Regions from separate parts of the Mus musculus genome. Here region 2 is linked to region 1. The links are chromatin contacts, called in public HiChIP or PLAC-seq maps. All regions are on one chromosome and are shown on one strand. The core of a region is the stretch at or near the end of the contact, and the rest is flanking DNA. Distances in the headings are between cores, read along the strand shown. Region 1 has its middle 110 kb from the start of Gm31494. Region 2 overlaps Cd47 (CD47 antigen (Rh-related antigen, integrin-associated signal transducer)).

What was found. HiChIP or PLAC-seq counts read pairs in DNA pulled down with a chosen protein or histone mark.
Region 2: a contact with region 1 is called in an H3K27ac HiChIP or PLAC-seq map of hepatocytes, with 5 times the contacts expected there. The contact joins two enhancer-like sites. A contact is called at or near these places in 1 of 15 datasets of contacts at CTCF or cohesin (CD8 T cells), 4 of 484 Hi-C or Micro-C datasets (B cells, Th2 cells, embryonic stem cells and 1 more) and 3 of 115 datasets of contacts at active chromatin or transcription factors (cardiomyocytes, heart atrium and hepatocytes).

What each region holds. Positions count from the first base shown.
Region 1 is chr16:49,532,131-49,537,681 of GRCm38.p6, forward strand. No RefSeq gene overlaps it. Among named protein-coding and RNA genes, the nearest start is that of Gm31494, 110 kb to the right of the region's middle. Within about 2 kb of position 1,456, at least 40 of the 459 cell types and tissues checked have an H3K27ac peak or open chromatin away from gene starts, as enhancers often do. A contact at or near this core is called in CD8 T cells, Th2 cells, hepatocytes and 1 more, where this site is marked.
Region 2 is chr16:49,883,900-49,889,229 of GRCm38.p6, forward strand. Cd47 (CD47 antigen (Rh-related antigen, integrin-associated signal transducer)) reads left to right here. Exons shown (of 9, transcript NM_001368415.1): 3 at 266-355. Among named protein-coding and RNA genes, the nearest start is that of Cd47, 31 kb to the left of the region's middle. Within about 2 kb of position 3,567, at least 79 of the 459 cell types and tissues checked have an H3K27ac peak or open chromatin away from gene starts, as enhancers often do. A contact at or near this core is called in CD8 T cells, Th2 cells, hepatocytes and 1 more, where this site is marked.

The DNA.
Region 1 (5,551 bases), core at 206-2,705:
TTAAATGGCTGTAAAGCAGCTAGGACAGTCCCCTGGGCAGATGACAGTCTCCTTTCATTTTCAAAGGTTGGTGTGTACCTAGATTGTTTGTTTATGATAAATGAATTACTAATACTCCTACAAGGTACACTGATAGGATTGCCAATCATAAATATCGACCTTTTCGAAGGAGGCTAAAACTTGGCTACGTGGAAGACACTGAGATCTAAGTCTGAGAAGGCTGAGTCATTGGTTGCTCCATAGAGATCCCACTGCTACCTGGACAGCTGTCTCAATCATAAGGCCCAGTTGGAGGGCTCTAGGGGAGTGGCTTGACTGGTGGCTCAGCTGGAGAAGTATCACCCCACTGATTCGGGGTGGACTGTGCAGAGCCTGTCCAGCAAGGCCATAGAAAGGATTTGCTTAGGGAGGGGCAGTACTCCAATGGTCCTCAGCTGTGGGAGGTCACGGGGCCTTCAAACCCCACCCACATTTCACTTTGTCACAGCTGTGTCCAAGAACGAATAAAACAAGTGAGGCAGAAATTGCTTCGGCAAGAGATGAACAGGGATACCTTGCTGGGCAGTGTGATGACTGATTGCCCCCCATTCACAGAAGAAGAGCCTAAAATCCTTCAACTGCCGTAAATACAGGGAACGTTTCCTGAAGGAACTGTGCTTGCGGAATCTCTTCCAATGGTGGAGGGGATGCAGAAATGGAGAGTGACAGAGCATGTCCCTGGGGCAGTCACCAGGGCCTGCTGTCTGCTAGCAGATAATCTCCTCAATTCCCTGCCTCCCCAAGAAGCTCATGGAGATCTTTAAAAACCTCTGGAAAGGGCTCAGACCGGTCTGGGCGAGCTCCTCCGCTCACAGTCACTGGAATGTCAGAGAACGCACTGGCATACACTCTGCTTTCCAGGTTCCAGAAAAAAAAAAAAAAGAGGAGTTCCTTTTTATAAACATTGATCAGAGAAATAAAAGGAGGATGCTGATCTATTAATCAAACTTAAATTGCGTTTGAAAGAGGCACTTGAGAAAGACATGTTTATGTAGTGTAGAAGGCACTTTAAACAAGGTGATTAAAGAAATGTAAAAATTACATGGAATGCCATCCATTGCTTTCAGAGTGGCTGGAGCCTTTTGATCCTCAAATGAAAGAAAACTACATTCTAACATTGAGCACCAAAGACTAAACAGATACAAGAACATCTTGAATGCGGATGCTAAAAGAGTACTTTTTCTTTTAATCCCTGTTGCTTCTTAATATATAAGATTAGTAGAAGATTTCTTTAGGCTAATTGTGTGCCACAGGGCGGAGGGCAGGTTGGCAAGTGGTTATGAAGGTAGCTGACTTTGCTTAACTAGCGCTTTCATTCAATGCTCTATTTTTAGCTCTGGTGGCTAAGCACTGTGATGCAGACCTTGCCCCAGTTAGGCATGTCAAATGTGCAATTAAGACCTTCCTAACTGACGCACATGGAGAGCCTCCTGTGGACTTTTAACTGCTAAGGTAAACAGTTTCACCTAAGACAGTGGCAGGCTACACGGAGGCTTTGTATTGCTACAGTGTAACTAAGCAGGAGAGCTGTCCCAGAATTCCTCCCTGCAGGGTTCTACGTGGGAGCTGGCCACCAGAAAAATTCACAACTGATTAGGCTGGCAAATGTGAAGGAGCAGATGTTCATTTCTTACTCATAAGGTCAGTAAATGGCACTGTGATCCCTCATACAGAATACCCAGGGGCCAAAAACTTGAGCTGGCAAAGATCAGTGACTACTGTCAAGATTGATGGCTTCACCCCAACCTCCCAGTTTCCTTCAGCTATACAGAGTCCCAGACAGGCGAGTCTGCAACTCTAATGCACCCAGTCCAGCAACCACTGTGGAACAGTCCCAGCTTTGCTCTGAAGGTCATTAATAAAAAGACATGGGGTCCGTCTTGCTCTTTATAGACAGCCCTCATTCTCGCCCCATGTCCAGGTTTATTTCCTGGCCATGGCTTAGCTGACCTAGAGCCAACAGAGGCCTGGCACCCACAACTGTGTAAGGCCGAATCTCAACTGCAGATCTGATCTTCTGTCATTCTCAGGGGTTCTGTCTCCATACACAACCCCATTCACTCCGAAGGCTCTGAGATTAATTCAGGGGCTTCGCATTGTCAAAAAACAAAACACCATTCCCTCCTAGAGTCCCGCAGGAGTTCTACTCCTCCTACTTCATTAACTAGACTTTTCCAAGGTCCTGTTGCTGAGCCAGTTTTGAGGTAGCAGAACAATAAGAGCCACAGTTGGCTCAGACAGGTCAAAGCTGAGCCTCTTGAAGGTCAGAGCTACTTCAAGCTCAGGAGACCAAATCAGGGTTTTGAACTATGGGGACAGGGAGTCCAGGAAACCAAAGGCGGGACTTGGAAGCAAGAACTGAAGCAGAGACCACTCAGGAACTCTTGTTGACTGGTTTGCTTCCCTTGGCCCTCAGCTACCATTCTTACAGAGCTCAGGCCCACCTGCCCACCTGCCCACCTGAATAGCAATGCCTAAGGTGGGCTCAACCTCCTAGGAAAATGAACATTTAGAAAAATGTCCCCATGGACATGTCCTCTGGCCAGCCTAACAGAGACAGTCCGTTAACTGAGGACAGGCAAGGTTACCTGTTAAAACAGGTGTGAGCGGCTCTGTCTTCAAGGTGTTCTGAAAGCCGTGGGGACTCCTAAGGGCAGATTCTATTCTAGAAACTAAGCAGATGGGTGCTTTCACTCTGGGTGGGGGAGGCCTCTACCTACTTGGAAGCTGAGGCCCCTATCCATTCTGAGAATGTATCCAGGAAACAGCAGAAGAGGTTACTGTCCTTGACAGGGAGCCATTTGAGTAAAACTGAACTTTCAGTTTTCTTTCCCAGAAGGTGTTTGTCTGTCCTTTATACTACCTTGAAGAAAAGTAGTGGATTAATTTTGCCTCAAGAGTAAATTATCCAGATAGAGCAGACAGGCTTTTTCTTTTTGTTTTTGTTTGTTTGTTTGAGTTGTAGACTCTATAGTCCTATTTATTTATTTATTTTTACAAAAGCCACAAGTAGGTAAGATAGTTGGTGTCTGAATGAGTCGTGCGGTCTCTTAATAATTGGGTTTTTTTGTTGTTGTTGTTGTTTAGGCAATAGAATTTTATGTTCCCCTGAGTCCATCGGGCATTTTCAGTCACCTTATATATTACTGTGCCCATTTTCTCCAATTCCTGTATAAGATGTATTTATTCTTTATTTGGGGATAATTAGCAAAGCCATTTTTGTTGTTTCCTCTGCAGGTTATACAATATAGCTGTTATAGCTTGTAAATCCTAATTACTTGCATATTAGAGAGTAGAGAGAAAAGCTAGCTATCAGTGTTAGAAACAGCCCCTAACATTTAGGTGACGACTCCCACTGCTAGGCCTTGTTCTTAGGGTTTGCACAGTGCAAGGTGAAACTGGCAACAAGAACTTCTTCAGCCTTGGGGCATTTCTAACAGTGTTTTAGTAAGGGATCCTAGCTTATCAAGTAAAGCATTGAGTGGCACCCCGTTAACAATTGTCCTGTGACATCAAAAGTTATCCAAGGCACCTCAATGGTTATTGGCACTGGAGTCCAGCTTTCAGAAGGAAACCTGGGACCACTTCAGACCTTAAATATATCCATCATTGTGTCTGAAGTACTGTCCTCCATGCAGACGGGACAACACCCTCTTTTGCAGAGTAGAGAAAGCCATATTTTCTTAGAAGTCTGTTGAGTGCAGTTTTTTTCCCAGTGTCTTGGTTTCCCACAGCTCTGGCAAGCATTGCCCTTTAGAAACCTCTGCCTGAGATTTCTCTGAAGTAGCAGGTACTTTATTAGCCTGGTACAATATATTATTTCCCATGGTTTAGGCTATCACTCTGGCTTGTTCTTTTGCCTGGGATTACTTCCCTGGGGCATTTTGGACTGTCTCTGTTATGTCTCCACTAGTAAACCTCGGAGTATCTGAGGGGCCACTGTATCCTTTTGCAGCTCCTCCCAACATCTGGGCAGACTGACTCATGAAATGAGTACCCATCAAAAGCCTGACACTTAGAATTTTTAATTAGCATTAATTATCATCAACTTAATCATGTGCATACAGAATCTTTGAGTTATATAATTTTATAAACCTCTTTGTAACTTAACCTTGTGCAATGTGGGTTAGGTTAGGGTTCTGGTTATTTTTGTTTTTCGGTTTTGATTTCTATATCCCTTCTGGAAAAATCTTTTACTTAGGTCAAAACAACTATGTAAAACCCATTCTCATCTGAACTCGTTACCTTTTAACTTTAATGTTCTTTACCAAAAATATACTTTACTTATAACTCTCTACATCATATTTCTTTTTTATTTTAATTTTTTGTTTTTTATTTAATATTTTCTTCATTTACATTTCAAATGCTATCCCAAAAGTCCTCCAGACCCTTCCCTTCCACTCCCCTACCCACCCACTCCCACTTCTTGGCCCTGGCTTTCCCCTGTACTGGGGCATATAAAGTTTGCTAGACCAAGGGTCCTCTCTTCCCAATGATGGCCAATTAGGCCATCTTCTGCTACATATGCAGCTAGAGACATGAGTTCTGGGGGTACTGATTAGTTCATATTGTTGTTCCATCTATAGGGTTTCAGACCCCGTCAGCTCTTGGGCACTTTCTCTAGCTCCTACATTGGGGGCCGTGTGTTCCATCCTATAGATGACTGTGAGCATCTACTTCTGTATTTGCCAAGTACTGGCAAAGCCTCACAGGAGACAGCTATATCAGGGTACTTTCAGCAAAATCTTGCTGGTATATGCAATAGTGTCTGCGTTTGGTGGCTGATTATGGGATGGACCCCCGGGTGGGGCAGTCTCTGGATGGTCCATCCTTTTGTCTTAGCTCTAAACCTAGTCTCTGCAACTCCTTCCATGGGTATTTTGTTCCCTATTTTAGGGAAGAATGAAGTATCCACGAGTTGGTCTTCCTTCTTCTTGATTTTCTTGTGTTTTGGAAGTTGTATCTTGGGTATTCTAGGTTTCTGGGCTAATATCCACTTATCAGTGAGTGCATATCAAGTGACTTCTTTTGTGATTGGGTTACTTCACTCAGGATGATATCCTCCAGATATATCCATTTGCCTAAGAATTTCATAATTTCATTGTTTTTAATAGCTGAGTAGTACTTCATTGTGTAAACGTACCACATTTTCTGTAACCATTCCTCTGTTGAGGGACATCTGGGTTCTTTCCAGCTTTGGGCTATTATAAATAGGGCTGCTATGAACGTAGTGGAGCATTTGTCCTTATTACCAGTTGGAACATCTTCTAGGTATATGTCCAGGAGAGGTATTGCTGGATCTACTGGCAGTAGTACTATGTCCAGTTTTCTGAGGAACCGCCAGACTGATTTCCAGAGTGGTTGTACAAGCTTGCAATCCCACAAGCAATGGAGGAGTGTTCCTCTTTCTCCACATCCTCTCCAGCATCTGCTGTCACCTGAATTTTTGATCTTAGCCATTCTGACTGGTGTGAGGTGGAATCTCAGGGTTGTTTTGATTTGCATTTCCCTG
Region 2 (5,330 bases), core at 2,317-4,816, 350 kb after region 1:
GGGTGCACCCATCCTACATACAGTCAAAGAAGTTGTAATTGAATAAGTTATACATGGAATATGTTTTGCCTCTGTGTGTGTGTGTTTGTGTGTATGTGTGTGTGTGTGTGTGTGTGTGTGTGTGTACGTATGTGTAAACCTTAGCCCACAGCTGTAGTTAATTCTATTGTCTACTAGAGTAATAAGGTTATACTTGAGACCATTAGCAGTGAGTAAACACTATACAGTAAACACTAATTATGATTTTTGTTTTCTTTCCCTACAGTTTCGTGGTTTTCTCCAAATGAAAAGATCCTCATTGTTATTTTCCCAATTTTGGCTATACTCCTGTTCTGGGGAAAGTTTGGTATTTTAAGTAAGTATTTCAATGCATTTTTTTCCACGTATGCATTAGTGATACTGTGATATACTGTGTGTATTCCTAGGGCAATGGTTCTCAACCTATATAGCCCATGACCCTTTTAGAGGCTGTATATCAAACATCCTACATATCAGATATTTACATTACGATTCTCAACCATCACTGTACTTATCAAGTATCAATGAAACATTTTTTATGTCGGGACACCACAACATGAGGAATTGTATTAAAAGTTTGAGACTTAGGAAGGTTGAGAACCACTGTTCTAGGGTATTATCAGTGCTCTATCTAACTAGCTCTGTCTATCTAACTAGCCTGTAGTAAAAGGGCCCCTGTCCTCTAGGGACCCAGGATACTGTGCCTCGGTTCCCCAGTTGGAGCTTGTCTGTAGACAGAGCCCTGTCTGTGCCTGTTGTACAGCTCCGCAGCCCCTGATTGAAGGAGCTGTGCTCTGTGGTCTTGCTTTAACAGCCACATAAACAAATCTCTGAAGGCCATACCTGATGCTGTGTCTGATTTGCCATCAGTAGTACAGCATTGTCACCACAGGGTAGCCAGTTGCATGCACTCCAGTTCAGGCTTATACTCAACAGGATCCACATACCAGCCTATGGCCATTCCTCCAGGACCATGCCCATCTCCTCGGTATCTCCATACAATGAAGTAAGAGAAATCGACTACATTGGTGAAGTTCTGAGGTGACACGCTAAACCTTCAAGCTTTAAAAAATGTAGGATCTATTTGCCCTGTAAGCCCCCTAGTGTAGCCATTGAGGACCGGTAAACACCAATTCAAGTAAGGAGAAAATGGTGCTAATTAAATTTGCTCCATGGCCTCTGGAGAGGTGAATGCTAGTGAATTACTGCAGAGGGTGCCTGCTGGTGAGCCTGTGTGTCCTCAGTGAGACATAAAAACAGATGTGAGGTGACTGGCAGTTTATTTGAAGAGTTTTGCACAGTGTATAGGGAAATGCTTGGTGGTTTTAGAAATATCCCCAGGTTATGTCTAAATGGAAAAAGAGGGGAACAGGGCCTGGCGGTGGCAACTGTCAAGACACTATAGCCCTCACCTCCAAAACTGCAGACACTGTTGGAAGTCATCTTAGAATTTCAGTAAGCCTCTTATTTTAAGGGAAGGGATGATATGGCCTCGGGCCCTGCTCCTTCTTCCCTGTGTTAGGAAAGCTTTCAGCCACGTTAGCAGACCCAGATTTTCAGGGTTCTCTTGAGATTCAGGCAGGAAACAGCCTTTGAAGGACACATCATACAGTGATTTCAGAGCAGCGCTGTTGAATTTGGGTTGACAGAAGTTTTCTGCTTATGACATTATCATTAGCAACACCATCCTCAGTGGAGTGGATCAGAAATGAATCTCTTTATGATCATCCATATTTATAAAGAATAAGGCTAATGATTATTTTTCTGACTATGGAATTCATTATGTAAGAAGTTATCAGATCATCTGTTGGCCACATATCTAGAAGTAAGGATTTTTTTTCCCTTCCATCTTCCATTTCTGTCTTTGTTTCTTTGTTTGGTGTTTTTCTTCTGTAAAAGGAAACGGTAAATTGGCTCATGCAGCTTATGCATTTGTACATCCCCGTGTCCTGGTGTCTTCAGCGTGTTGGTTGTCATGGCTCCTTGTACTCTCCTGCCATGGCTGTGTAATGTTTTATTGAACTTTCATCTTAATGGGTATTAAGGAAGTTTCCAAATTTTGATACCGTGAAACTGATAAAAGTGTATGAGATTTTGGACAGCAGGGATATTTTAAGCCTGCAGATAAACTCTGCCAACATGTATTCCAGATCCACCCTGTCAATTCCAGCTACCTCTGACGAGTCCCGCTGTCCGTCATTTATCTCAAGGGCCTGGCACTGTTATACTTCTAAAAAACCTTCTGCTAATTTGATATGTGGGTAAAAAATTTCTTTGTGTTGTATTATAGTTATATTGGATACTCATTTTAGTATTTTTATTAAACCAGTTGCATTTTAAAGAGTATGTATATGAACCTAAAGAAATATTTATGGGAAATGTTTGATATTGGTTCATGTTAAACATGGGAAGAGCCTGAGGGAGGGAGGGAAGGAGAGAGAGAGAGAGAGAGAGAGAGAGAGAGAGAGAGAGAGAGAGAGAGAGAAGAGAGAGAGGTGTGTAGAAGACAAGCCTCTGGGCTTGACTCACCTGGCCTGGCCTCACATTAAAAGTTAAGTAGTTATAATAGCAGCTGAATATTTGAGGAGCTCTTGCTCTGAGGAGCAGTCACTCACGGTGCCAAGTTCTCTCCACTGAAACCATTTATTTCCCACAGGGCCTCTGCCAGTGCTGTGGCTATTGTTCCAATTTTGTAGAAAGAGACAAGAAGTTTGTCCACAGCTACCCAACTGTTTCCTGGTAATCCCCGATTTAGACAGTGCTGTTAACCAGTAGATTGTCTGCTTGTCTTGAATGTCTGCGGGAAGGATGGATGGGTATCTAGTTCACCACTTTGAGCCTATGAAACTGTTAATAATAGAGCAGAATGTTGGTCTCGAGTGATGATTTATTCTACCCGTACCAACAGGGACTGCTGGGCACTGAGCGGAAGGCTTGAGGTGTGGATGTGCCCATGCCCATTGACTTTGTGCCCAGCCTATTGACTTTGAGGCCACCACATGGCAGTCAATTATGTTAACAAAGAACGAAGACTTTTCCTTTCTGGATTTCTAGTTCATTTTTGCCGTTCATTCTGGTCTGTACTGGACCACAGGACATTTCTCTCGGTGATCTCTCTGGCTGTGCATGTGAATCTGTGACCATGCTGCAAGAAGAAGCCTACACCTTTGAGGACAGTTGGTTTACAGAAAGCTGTGTCTTGAAGCACGGCTCAGGACACTTGTAGCCTTTCCTCAGTGATGGAGTCTGACCTGAGAGCTCTAAGCTGAAATAAACCCTTTGCTCTGTAAGCTGCTTTTGGCCATGGTGTTTATCACAGCAATAGAAACCTGAAGATAGACCAATTATCTTGGATCAACTCAAGAGTTAGTCATGCTATTGGCTCCTGGCTGATTTGGGGGGTTCTTCATCTATACTGTGACAATATAAGTTCTTTCCTACATTTTGATAGCTGATAGGTGCTTTCAAGTACTGCATTGTACTGTAGCTCTTTCAGGCTTAAGGCCCAGCTCTACATAAAACACTGGCTGTCCATTCTTTGTTTTCTTTTCTTTTAACCCTTGTCCTATATTGATAGATGATCTTTAGTATGCACTCAGCAGCATGGCCATGAACCTGACTGTGAAAGCCGAGCTCTGCAAACAGTCTTGATAATAGATAGGAAAATTACCATCATACAGTGGCCTTCAAAACATGTTATCAAAAAAAGCCGCATTGGTGGTATGGTCCTGTGATCTTAGCATTACAGAACAAACACCAGAGCGACATAGTAAGAGCCTGTACAAAAATTAAAAATACAGAAAAAAAAAACAAAAAAACAAACAAACAAAAAAACCCCAAAAACCAAAAACCAAACAAACCAAACAAACAAAAAACCCAAACCTTTGAAAATATTAAAACTTCCCTACTATAGCTGTATTAGAAAACAAAAATAATACTAATGTTGAAAGTATTACATGGCAGATCAGACTGCTAAAACGTCAGTATTTTAAATGTCATGTTAAATATAGCTTGATGCTTTTTGTCTTGCTCTGTGGCTTTGGAAACAGAGCAGACATCCCCTGGTAAACTGTCAGGCTCCCTTCTTAGTTCCTATTAGCCTGCAGCTGGCAGCTTTATACTCTGTTTCAGGGTTCAGAATTCTGTGATGTGGTTTTTTTTATTTGATGTTTTTGTTGTTGGAGTTTGCTATTGTTTGTTTTTTTGTTTGTTTTGCCATTTGTTTTCCAGAGTCACATCCTCAGGGACATTCCCATTGTCACATGATCCTTAACTTCACTCGTGTTAGTGAGTTCACCATCCTCGAGCTGCCCAGGCTGCATCTGGAGTGGTGCTCCGTGGTGGCAGTGTCAGCATCCCCATAGCAGCTCTCCTGTAACTCTGCTTATGGTCTATTGCAATGTCACACGCAGTGCTCACACTTGTCATTTCCTGGCTCGTTCACCCCTCTTGCCCAGTTTCCTTTTTTGATGATACATTGAGTGCCTGTGGGCTGATCACTGGGAGACGAGGGGAGATATCATAACCAGGCGCTTGGCTGTCTGCCCAAACTTAGCATAACCATGCAGTGGCTGGTCTTCAGTAGTTGTGACATGATGACACTTCTTCTATTTATTTCATATTGTGAGTTGTGTATTAAAGACGTCTCATGGAGCATACTTCATGACTACTCTCTGGTTGCACTTTGGTAATGAAACTTCAAACTGTATTTGAAGGACTAGAGTTACACAAGTTAACCATGGGACCCATGCATGCCAGAAGAGTGTAACATGAGAGCTACTGGGATTTACTTCTGTGTATTCTAGACACCATTCATTTACTTTTTCTTCTTGTGCCCACTCAAAATTGCCCCACGAGGAATTTGGTTATCTCTTGGTGCTATTTGGGAAAATGTCACTATGATCATTGTTGGGAAATTTGAGAAAATCAATTTTCCATCATAAGAGCCTTGAGGACTCATGTAAGTCCTCAAAGCCTAGATTATTGAAAGTAACAAGACCTTTCTTTGAAAGCACTTGTAAACCAAGTGATGTTTTTAGGGGTTTTTCTTACTGAACAGGAAAAATAATTCGGGAGAAATGAGGGCAAACACTACATTGCAGTGGCGATTTCTATCCAAACCAGAGAACAAAAGTATTCTGACAAATATTATTACAGAAAGTCAGTCTGTGACCTGGTTGGTGACCCCTAATGGTAATGTGAATTTATGCTAAGTTTAATGTGAATTTTATTCAACAGTGTTAAGCTTGGCTCTTCCCTGGAGTGCTCATACGATCACTAAGCCATGTCGTTACTCACTGACTTCATTGTAG